Regions from separate parts of the Rattus norvegicus genome. Here region 1 is linked to region 2. Evidence: chromatin contacts called from public Hi-C data. All regions are on one chromosome and are shown on one strand. The core of a region is the stretch at or near the end of the contact, and the rest is flanking DNA. Distances in the headings are between cores, read along the strand shown.

Evidence for each region. Hi-C and Micro-C count contacts between places; a contact is called where the count stands out from the background.
Region 1: a contact with region 2 is called in a Hi-C map of liver, with 2.8 times the contacts expected there. The contact joins the promoter of Mtpn here to the promoter of Stmp1 in region 2. A contact is called at or near these places in 3 of 12 Hi-C or Micro-C datasets (hepatocytes, liver and mammary epithelial cells).

Annotation. Positions count from the first base shown.
Region 1 is chr4:65,150,043-65,155,106 of GRCr8, forward strand. Mtpn (myotrophin) reads right to left here and starts at 3,761. Exons shown (of 4, transcript NM_024374.4): 1 at 3,571-3,761. The coding sequence starts at 3,642.
Region 2 is chr4:64,892,807-64,897,761 of GRCr8, forward strand. Stmp1 (short transmembrane mitochondrial protein 1) reads left to right here and starts at 1,857. Exons shown (of 3, transcript NM_001195504.1): 1 at 1,857-1,965. The coding sequence starts at 1,951.

The DNA.
Region 1 (5,064 bases), core at 2,511-5,010, 260 kb after region 2:
GAAAGATAAGCATTTATACTGTACTAAATTTTCTGAGTTTACTGATAACACCTCCGTTTCTCACAGGCTGATATAAGCTTTCTTACAGCACACCTGGCAGAAAGAACAACAAAGTGATAAAGGAAAACATCTTGCCAGTTTAAAAACATTTTTAAAAAAGTAAACAAAATGACATAAAACAACAAATGCTGAATCTGAACCACTTTAAAATTGCCTACATTTTTTTTTTAAGGAAAAAGGGAAAAATGATCCCAGTAAGCTTGCAATTTCTAAAGATTAAACTTGAAGCTTTCTTGGATTTGACAGATCCTATCCTTTCACATGGTGCACAAGTGTTGCTTTTCAAGCCTGTTAACGTGTCAAGGCAGATGTAATTAGAATGGGGTTGGAGAGAAACCACAGAGAAAGGGAAGTTAGAGGCCTAATGTATAGTATTTCACGGCCAGTGAAACAGAAGGATATGTAAGCAAGAGTACACCTATTAAAGCGGCTGGAGAGTTTAAGGGCTACCCACCAGCACAACTCACAAGCACTCCCCAGAAGGAACCTTGGATCCTCAAAGGCTGTGGTAGGCTTATCTCTACATAGTCAAGGGACCATTATCATCTTGGCCCAATCTGTAATTTTTATATACACAGAAGCAACATACTCCCTTTGTTATCTGAGATTTTTAGCAATGAGGGCCACCAGTGTGTTGAGTGGTTAATAGCAAGGAATTCAGAAAGTCCTTCATAGCCTGTGAGAATGAGTTCAAGTTCCTGTCCTACTACCCACTTGAGAGCTTCAAGACCTTGGGCAAAATCATTACCTATAAAATGTCTAAAATTAGTCTCATGGGTTGACTTGATAAGAATGAAATAACACCTGAATATTATATTACAATGGCCAAATATATAAAATGTTAAAAACATATTCTTCTTTAAAGCAATTATGAATAGAAATCTCAGTAATTTAGTTGCCCATTTTTTCCCCCTAAGGGGAACAGACTGACACAATATTTCTTTTTTCTGGATTGTTCTTCAGGATCATAATTACAAACATAAATAACAAGATTATGATTTAAAAAAAATTGCCACAAGCCACCAAATAATTATCTTACAGACCTATACTGAATAAGACAATTTGGTGAGAATTTAGGTTTACCAGATTTATTTGCCTTTATGCTAATTATATCTAAACTGTCTTCATAGTTTGGACTAAGTTCTTTCAGCAAGTCTCTTATTTTCTTAATGAGTTGACTCTAAGCCTTAGTAAGTCAAGAAAACAGAAAAAAAAAAAAAACAACCTAACTACTTCAAAGCAGACAGAGACAGCTTTCTTAAAAAAGTATATGCTTTAGATTCAGACAATCTTTGGTTTAAATCCAAGTTGGGCTAGTTGGTAACCTTGTCTAACTATAACTCCTCCAAAACCTAATAGCCAGTGAGTGGCAATTACTTTTCCATAACTAGTGAAGTCTATTAAAATTATGGCTAAGAGAAGTTCTTACTAAGAACATATGCTTTTAATGTATTATGGGTTACACTGGAGATACTACGATTTAAAAGAACATAGCATCTACTATCCAAAGGCTCAGGGCCTACCTAATGAAGGACAGATATGCAGGAAAACCACAGTGTGAAACAGGATAAGAAGCTGCGCTCAAGATCATTTAAGGTGAAGTGTTGTTCTTTTGGGGGTGGGGAAGAGGTGCTATTTAGGCTAAGAGGACGAACATGAGTTCATGAGCTGGGAGGCTAACTGGTGAAGCTGAGTTGGTCATAAAGAATGTAAGTGCACATGGACAAATCTAAAGCAAGAAGTACAAGTCAGGGTCTGGAGTGCAGCTCTCAGACAGAGAGGAAAAGCAATCTCCCAATACAACACAATGTCCCAGTAGACCAAAAGAAAGAGTTGGAGTGATGTCGAGTCACAAGATATATAATCTATCATCAAGTTAGAGAAGGAAGTTTACTGAGAAAAATAATATACTTAAATAAACACTGATCCCTTCAGCGAACTATTGAAGACGATGAGAATGGAGAATGGGCAAACCAAATCAAGAAAATACAGTGGGGGCTAGAACTGCAAGACTGGAGAGCGAAGCAAGGGAGTCTTGACAACCCTCAGATATGTAGGACGATTGCCCGATTTCTAGTTTGGATGAATGGTTGGTTCAGTCATGAAGTTGTAAGCTAACACTGCTACAACACAAACAGTCTCATGCATGTTATTTTTTGGTAACATGTAACTTTTTTGTCACTTAAGTCTTTATTAATGTTTTGTATTCTAAATCCCTTAAGTCTGAGCAGGGGCTGGAAAAACAAGGGCCACTTACTTGGAGAGAATAGTGTGGTGTTCCGCTAGTGGTTGATGTATTTTTCTATAACCCTACATTGAAGAGGTGGTGGTTCAGGTTTCTATCTGCTACTAGCTAAGGCAGTTCAGAAGGCAGCCTGCCTTAAACATCCATTGCAAACAACTAAGCAGAACAAATACATGTGAAAAATCTAAATTATAATTGCATCAGGTGGAGAAAAAACTATCAGCCTTGTACAATCCTGTAGTTACAAACAAACAAACAAACAAAGCTGCTTCTGCTTGCTTTCTAACACAGGCCTGTGAGGCAGGATACTACTGCTCACACCTTTTAAGAATTAAAATCTTGACCGCAGGCTCACACTTTTGGAAGAGGACCAAGATGTTCGCAGTTGTTGCAAAATTCTACTTTTGGAAAATAATTTTTAAAAAAATTATGCTAGTTCTCCTTAAAATTACAAAAAGTGCAATTTTAAGACGCAAAGGCAGGCTAGCTTAGAACTTTCCAAGTACCTCACAAAGTGGATTTATTTCTATTAATTAGGGTTCGGCTTTGAATTTGGGCTTCTTAACAATATATATATACATATATATATATATGTATATATATATTTATACTTTAACCCTAAACATAGCGTGATTAGACTGCAGTACTGTTTACTACACACACATGGACTTCAGATGAAATCATGGAGTACCCAAAGTTAAAAGGCTTTTTGGAAACGAATCAGATTTCCTAACACCCTAGCTGCAACCTTATCAGTCGAAGCAAATGATACACACACGAACATATATTGTGTGATGTAGGAGAGAAAAAGGGCCACACCCAAGTTAAGACTTTCACAGTGAAGTGACACCAAGTTTCAGAAATTTAACTATGGCTATTTTGGGCAGCTAATTTCACGGTTAACGAATCCTCTGAATCCGTTCCACCTCCACCAGGCCGCACGTTCAAGAAATCGTTCCTGTTTCTAACTGCTTAGGTTACTCCTCAGGAACCCGCAAGGCCTAGATGGAGAAATGCCCCATTCAAAGACTCCAGTAACCGGTGTAGCAGAGGGCCGGCCTGTAACGATCGAGAGAGACTACCAAGGCGCCAGTTAACCGAGGGGGTGAGAGAGGCCACAGCCGCCTTAGCAACACAGCGGTTACCCGGCACCGAAGGGCCACACAGATCCAGGCCCTTCGGCATCCAGGAGTCTCCCCCGCCGGCCCTGTTCCTGGTGCCCCGTGGGCTTCACGATCACCCCACCTCAGCGCATCCCCGCTCACCTTAGCCACATAGTCCTTCACCTCATCCAAGTCTCCGTTTTTCAGGGCCCACATGAACTCCTTGTCGCACATCACTGCAGCGGGATGGGCCGGCGGGTCGGGCAGAAGCGGCGATTACGCCCGACGAAGGACACGAGGAAACGACGTGCCTCAGGCAGCCGAGCGGGCGAGACTGTGGGCCGCGGCTAGCGTTCGGGCAGGAGAAAGTACTTTTGCAGCGGTTGGGCCCAGCAGAGCAGGTTCCGCCTAGCTGAAGAGAAGCAGGACGCTTGCACTTCCGGTTCACGCCCCGCTAGGGCCCGCCTCCGACTTCCTCTTCCTCTTCCTCTCACCAGAAAGCTCTGCTCCAGACCCCGCCCCGACGGCTTACCTCAGGAGGGCCACTTGTGCGCACGCGCATTATCCTAGCAAGCCAAGAAGAGTAGAAGCTGGTCCAGTGGGTGGAGCCGAGAAGCTGAGTAAAATATCCCTGGAGGTCAGGAAAATCAGGGGCTAAACCTGTGGAGGTGTTGGTTGAGTGTAGGACATTCCTGCTCCACTACTGAGGGGAAAGTTAGTTTCGAGGACTCACTTTCTAATAATTTTAATAATTTGTAATAATAATGTGTTTAGATTATCTCCGTCTTACTTTTCTGCTTTAAACTAATAATTAAGGAAAACAAACAAAAAACCCAACCCACTCTCAAAACATTTTGATTGAGAATTTCATGTATTCATAGATCATGTTTTGAGGTAATCCGTTCCTGAGTCCCTTCCCAACCACACTGCCACTTTTCCTTCGCAACTTTATGTGACCTCGCTCCTTACATAAAAAAGACTTATTTTTACTTATGTGTATGATTGTTTTGACAAAATATGTACATTTATGTGCACCAATGTGTGTGGTTGCCGGAGGAGGCAAGAGGAAGCATAAAATCTCAGAAAGCTAGTTACAGACAGCAGTAAGCCTTCTTGTGGGCCATGCTAGGAATCAAGCTGGGGAGCCTCTGTTAGAGCAGCTAGTGCTCTTAACTAACCTCTGAGCCATCTCTCCAGCATGTAGGAATATAAATCTACATGCCCAACAAGGACACCTTTCTGGAAGGAAACTTTAGTTAAAAAAATTGTGAGGTGAAGTTTGGTTCCTCACAAACCTATCCCAGGATGTCCGAGTTACAGGACATGGAAAGCTCTTGGTTCATCACTAAGCCAGACTTCTCCTGTGTGACCTATTCTTACTGTCAGCATTTCACCCGAAAGTCTTAAGCTTAGTATATTTAGAATAGGATCGTGTCTTATAGATTCTAAACTTAGCTAAGTTTCCATACTCCATGGTTCTGTAAACAGCTTCACCGAATCACAATGGCTCCAGCTATTCCCAACTCTCCCCTAACCCAACCTTCAAAGGCCCTCAACACTTCTCAAAATTGGTTGGCTTCTTGTAGAGTTCAGTTGATCCCTACAGTCACCCAAGCAGACAGAGCTAGGCTTTTAGCTAATCTCATTTTTATTTTC
Region 2 (4,955 bases), core at 607-3,106:
GAACCCATCTGAGGGATGTAAAGTGGTATCTCACTTGGTTTGCTCTGTGTGCACCATTGGCCCTCCTTTTGCTTTTTTTCTTTCTTTGTTGGGTGTGGTAGAGTTTACTGCTGTCATGAAACACCATGACCAAAAGGCAAGTTGGGGAGGAAGGGGTTTATTCTGCTTATACTTATGTATCACTGTTCATTGCCTAAGGAACTCAGGACAGGAACTCAAGCAGGCCAGGAACCTGGAAGCAGGAGCTGATGCAGAGGCCATGGAGGGGTGCTGCTTACTGGCTTGCTCCCCCTGGCTTGCTCAGCCTGCTTTCTTATAAGAACCCAGGACCACCAGCCCAGGGATGAGTCCACCACCATGGGCTGGGCCTTTCCCCATTGATAACTAAGAAAATGCCTTGCAGCTGGATCTTAGAGGAGGCATTTTCTCAATTGAGACTCCCTTCTCTTTGATAACTCTAGTTTGTATCAGGTTAATATGAAACTAACCAATACATTGTGTTATTTTTTTTTAATGGGCAGAAGTGATTATATAAATTGAGAATGCCCCACTGTACATTCTCTGCAGATATTAAAGTCCACTGGGTTATTTTTCTCAATTTAAGTACATTTTAGTATGCCAAACCTACTGACTTTTTCCTTGGTGGTGTGTGATCTTTATATCTGGTTTTTTTTTTTTTTTTTTCCCTCTAATCAGCTCTTTTGTCAGTTTAGTAGAGGGGTTGGGAGAAGGGAGAGGGAGAGAAATAATGAAACGGATGGATAGAGAAACAGACTAGGTATGGTGGTGGAGAAAGTTTGTTGTAGATGAAAGGGAGACATATAGCCTGAAGCAAGGATATCTGGGAGCCCAGAGGACTTGACCTCGATTGATCTGGACCAGAGAGAAGAGAGAGGGGGAGAGGGAGAGGGACAGAATGAGGTAGAGGGGCTAAAAGAGCAAAGGAACAAAAGGTTCGGTAACCAAAATGGCTGGATTATATAGGAAAGACTCAGGAGGAAAGGCAGCCCAGCTCCTAGGTTGGTGAGTTTTGGGTAGAGGCATGTGCCAGCCACACCCTGTAACAGGTTGGGACTGAGGGACGCTGGGAGAACCGGGAGGTCAGGCCTACTTTGATATGTTAAAGTCATCTCAGCCATTGTCCCAGGGCTTGAGGCTTAACGTTCCTCACTAGGCCCAGCTAGGATTTGTTTTTCTGTTGTTCGAAGCAGGAGTCCCATTTAAGTGGATAAAGATGAATTCCGAAGGCTGAGAGCAAAGTGAGAAGGGTGGTTTCGATGTGCTCCTGTATGGGGGTGGCCAGTAGTGCGGCGGGGCAAGAGTGGGTTTGCCTTTGGCCCCTACATAGTAGATGATTCGCGCTCTACTTGCGGCAGAAGTAAACTTCATATAGAGTAGGTGGTTGCTGGTGGCTGCCAGCAATCACTACTTGGATCCAGTAGTGCCAGACTCCGAAGATCTCTCTCCATCATCTACCACGGGTCCAAGGACTACCCCTAACTAGGCTGCATAACGCATTTGTGGACTTTCAAAAAATGGAAACTTTTCCCGCTTTTGTCTGAGAGTCGGCTGTGGTGGGGATTAGGGTGGACTTTGTAATGGCTCCCAGGAGAGTCAGCTGCTCACCTGGCATGGAACCCGCTCACCCTGGTTCAGTAGGTAGGGAGCCCCAGGTCTGACTGTGTTAACACAACTGCCAGAGTCCTTGTTATAATGTGAATCCCTGGCCTGCAGTTATAGGAGACTGGTTGATCCTGTTTCCCGAGATGGCCGTCAGGGGGCGCTGCGGCTCTGCGAGTCGCTTCCGGGAATGGAGAGGGCGGGGCGGGGTGGGGCGGGGTGTAAACCGGAACCTGGCGGCGGGTTCCGCCCTCGCGCTGGGGCGGAGTCTCGGAGCAGTGCTGGAGCTGAAGCATCTTTCACACCCTCCTCACCCTCCCCACCGACATCATGCTTCAGTTCCTGGTGAGTGGGGTCGCCGAGGATCGGGCCCCGCGGTCGCCTCGTCCTTCCCGGGGTCCCAGGTCGGCGGTGCACGGCTCTGGAGTCCTGGCTCGAGCCGGTCGTTGCCCCTCGGGTTTACTCGCGATTTTCCTCTGGCCTCCTCCTGAGTCCTTGGGTCTTTGCCTGGGTTTATATGCAGTCATTCAAGTTCCGAAAACTTTGGGGTATCAGCGAAATTGCTGCGTTTTCAAAAACCACTTACTGTGAGCTATTTGCGCAATTCTCGTAGTAAGTTTGATCGGAGAAGTCCGTAACGACTTGGCTCTTGTCCTCTCCCAAGACCCTCCCGTAGACCCCATCTATTATTCTCAGCTTTTTTGAGGCCCTAGAGTGCCTTTCACACGCTGTGCATTCGTCAGCCACCTCACGAGGTCGGAGAGAGAGATCCACAGTGCCCTCCTTTGCCCGCTTTGAGGAGTGAGTCAGAGTGCCCTACAAGTAACTTGTAAAAACCTCCCTCTCCCCACACACCCTTTCAAGTCTCCTTTTTGAGCTAAAAAGTTTTCTGGCAAAAATCAAGTATTTCTAAAATTGCCTGTTGAGGATTCTAGGGAAACTTGCCAGTCAATTTTTCAGATGAAAGTTTTCAAACTTTCTGTTTCATCCTCTAGTTCTAATAAAGCAGATATCCTCTTTCTTTCAGATGGTCCCTGGCCACTTGGTGCTCTGAGAATAAATCGTTTTTAATCCCGTTACCCTAAACTGGATTGTTGACATAAACTGTCCCACAAAGACTGCTGCTCCGTTGCCTCTGGGTCTTTCTCCAGTGTCCTTAGTAGGCCTTAGAGGTAGGAGTAATTAGTAATTTATTTGTTAGGAATCACTTTTAAAAGCACCGTCAACCAGCTAGTGTAAGGTGGTATGATTGGCCCTTCCACTGCATTTGTAGGGAGAACATTAATTCAATATACCCTTAACTTTTTAAGCGATTTGCTGAACGAGTCTATAAAATATGGGACTAAACTGTTCCATACTTACAAGGATTTTGATTGGAGAATTCAAATTTTTCAATATTTAAGGAGAGACGCTGAAGCTGACCATTAGATTCTTAGCTCAGGTGCAACTGTTGTTCCTTCTCTTGCCTGGGGTCTGTCTCCTCTTCCTTGCTGTGGTTGGTCAAAGTGGATACAGATGTACAGAGGTGGAATCAACTTTCCTTGTGTGGAACTTGGTCAAACACTGTTCATTTCTGCAAATCTTACTTTTTTTAACATTAGCCATTTCAACTGTTTTCTAATGTTTAAAAGTTTAGACTCTAGAATCACACTTGAATTTGTACCCTATCCTTAATCTCAAGATGTGTGTGTGTGTGTGTGTGTGTGTGTGTGTGTGTGTGTGTGTGTGTGTGTGTTGGTTGGCGGTTGGGGGAGGTTGGGCAGATTTAAATTTTCTGTGTTTCAGTTTGCACCTTGTGAGGTTTCTGAAGGAGCCAATACATTAAACCCTTAAGCATTAGCACTTAATAATGGTTGAGATCTGCCATTTCTCTTTTGTAAGGAATTGGAAATGGGAACTGGCCTCCCACCAACAGATGACAGGAGAGGGCTGGGTGTGATGTGTGTGTGTGTGGGGGGCGGGGAGCTGAATACTTTGTAACCCCTAAGATGTTGAGTTTGATTGTGTTGCGTGTGTGTTTCTATCCTCCAGTTAAAATGGATACCTAGTATCCCTATTTCCATACTGCACTGGATACCTAGTATCCCTATTTCCACACTGCACTGACAGCTTGCTCCTAGCTTTGCTGAAGTTCTTCTAAGGAACTCTTAGATGGGACTGGCCTAAGGGTACTGCTGTGAGTTTCATAGCACCTGAATACGGCTACAGTTGCTGTGACTCTTACCCCTGGGGCCCCACAGCAGCTTCTAACTTGAATCACCTCCTCCTAACTCATTCCCATTCAGCTTTTGGGGCCTGTGTACTGTGCTGTCTAGGTTCTGTTCTGTGTGATAACTCAAAATCGCACAGTGAGGATGACTGACCACTGCTCTTGCAGAGGAGACCATATCTGGGTGTAGCAGCTGAGAGGCTCCCTGTCTGTAATCTTGTCACTGGCTGCTTGCTTCTGCTCTTAGTTCCTGTGGATTGCTCAAGTCCTGAGCTGGCTGTGCTCCTTAGGGGGCGGGCTCCTCCTCAAGCCGGCACCTTTTACATCAGCTTCCAGAACAACCTTGAGTCCTGCTCTGTGATTCCAGATCCCTGGTATCAACTGTTAGTGTCTTCCCTTTGCCTTTCTCTCAGCCTCCTCTCATCTGGATTGATTATTCCTGCTTTCCCAATCCTTTCCCCACACACTTAATTTTCACCGCTGAAATGCTGGCATAATCCTTGATTTCTTTCCTTTCTTCATTAAAACTTTTACTGTTGGTATCGTGTGCCTGACACATGTATTCACTTGTTTATCTAATCTTTTCTTAGAATCATGTGATACCGTAGGTGCATCTTCAACACAGCAAAGATTCTTACACTGCATCCATTTATCTGCTGATTACTGTGTATGTCTCTCCTGTGGGGGCGTGCGAGTGTAGAGGTCCGAGGACAGCTTTCAGTGGTTGGTTCTCCATCCCCCATATGGGTTCTGGGGATTGGTCTCAAGTTGCCTGGTGAGGAGCCAGGCCTGCTGTGTAGTCTTGAGTAGGCTCTTTAATTGCTCTGTGCCTCAGTTTCCCCAGCATAAACCTGGGCATTCACAGTGGTTATTACATATATGCATGCTTGTGAGGATCAAGAGTTAATGAAAGGTTAGAACGTTACCTTTCATGTAGGCCGTCGGGTCTCCACAGCCGACTCACAGAAGCTTGCCCCTATTCAGGGTGAGTTACTTCCTCTGTGCTGCGGAACTCAGGCTGTGAACTAGCAGGGTTCTGAAGTCTGGCTGACGTGCCGCTTCTCTTCACTACCAAAGGATTTAGTTTAGTCAATACGAAGTGACTGATTTCATTTGCAGTCAACCC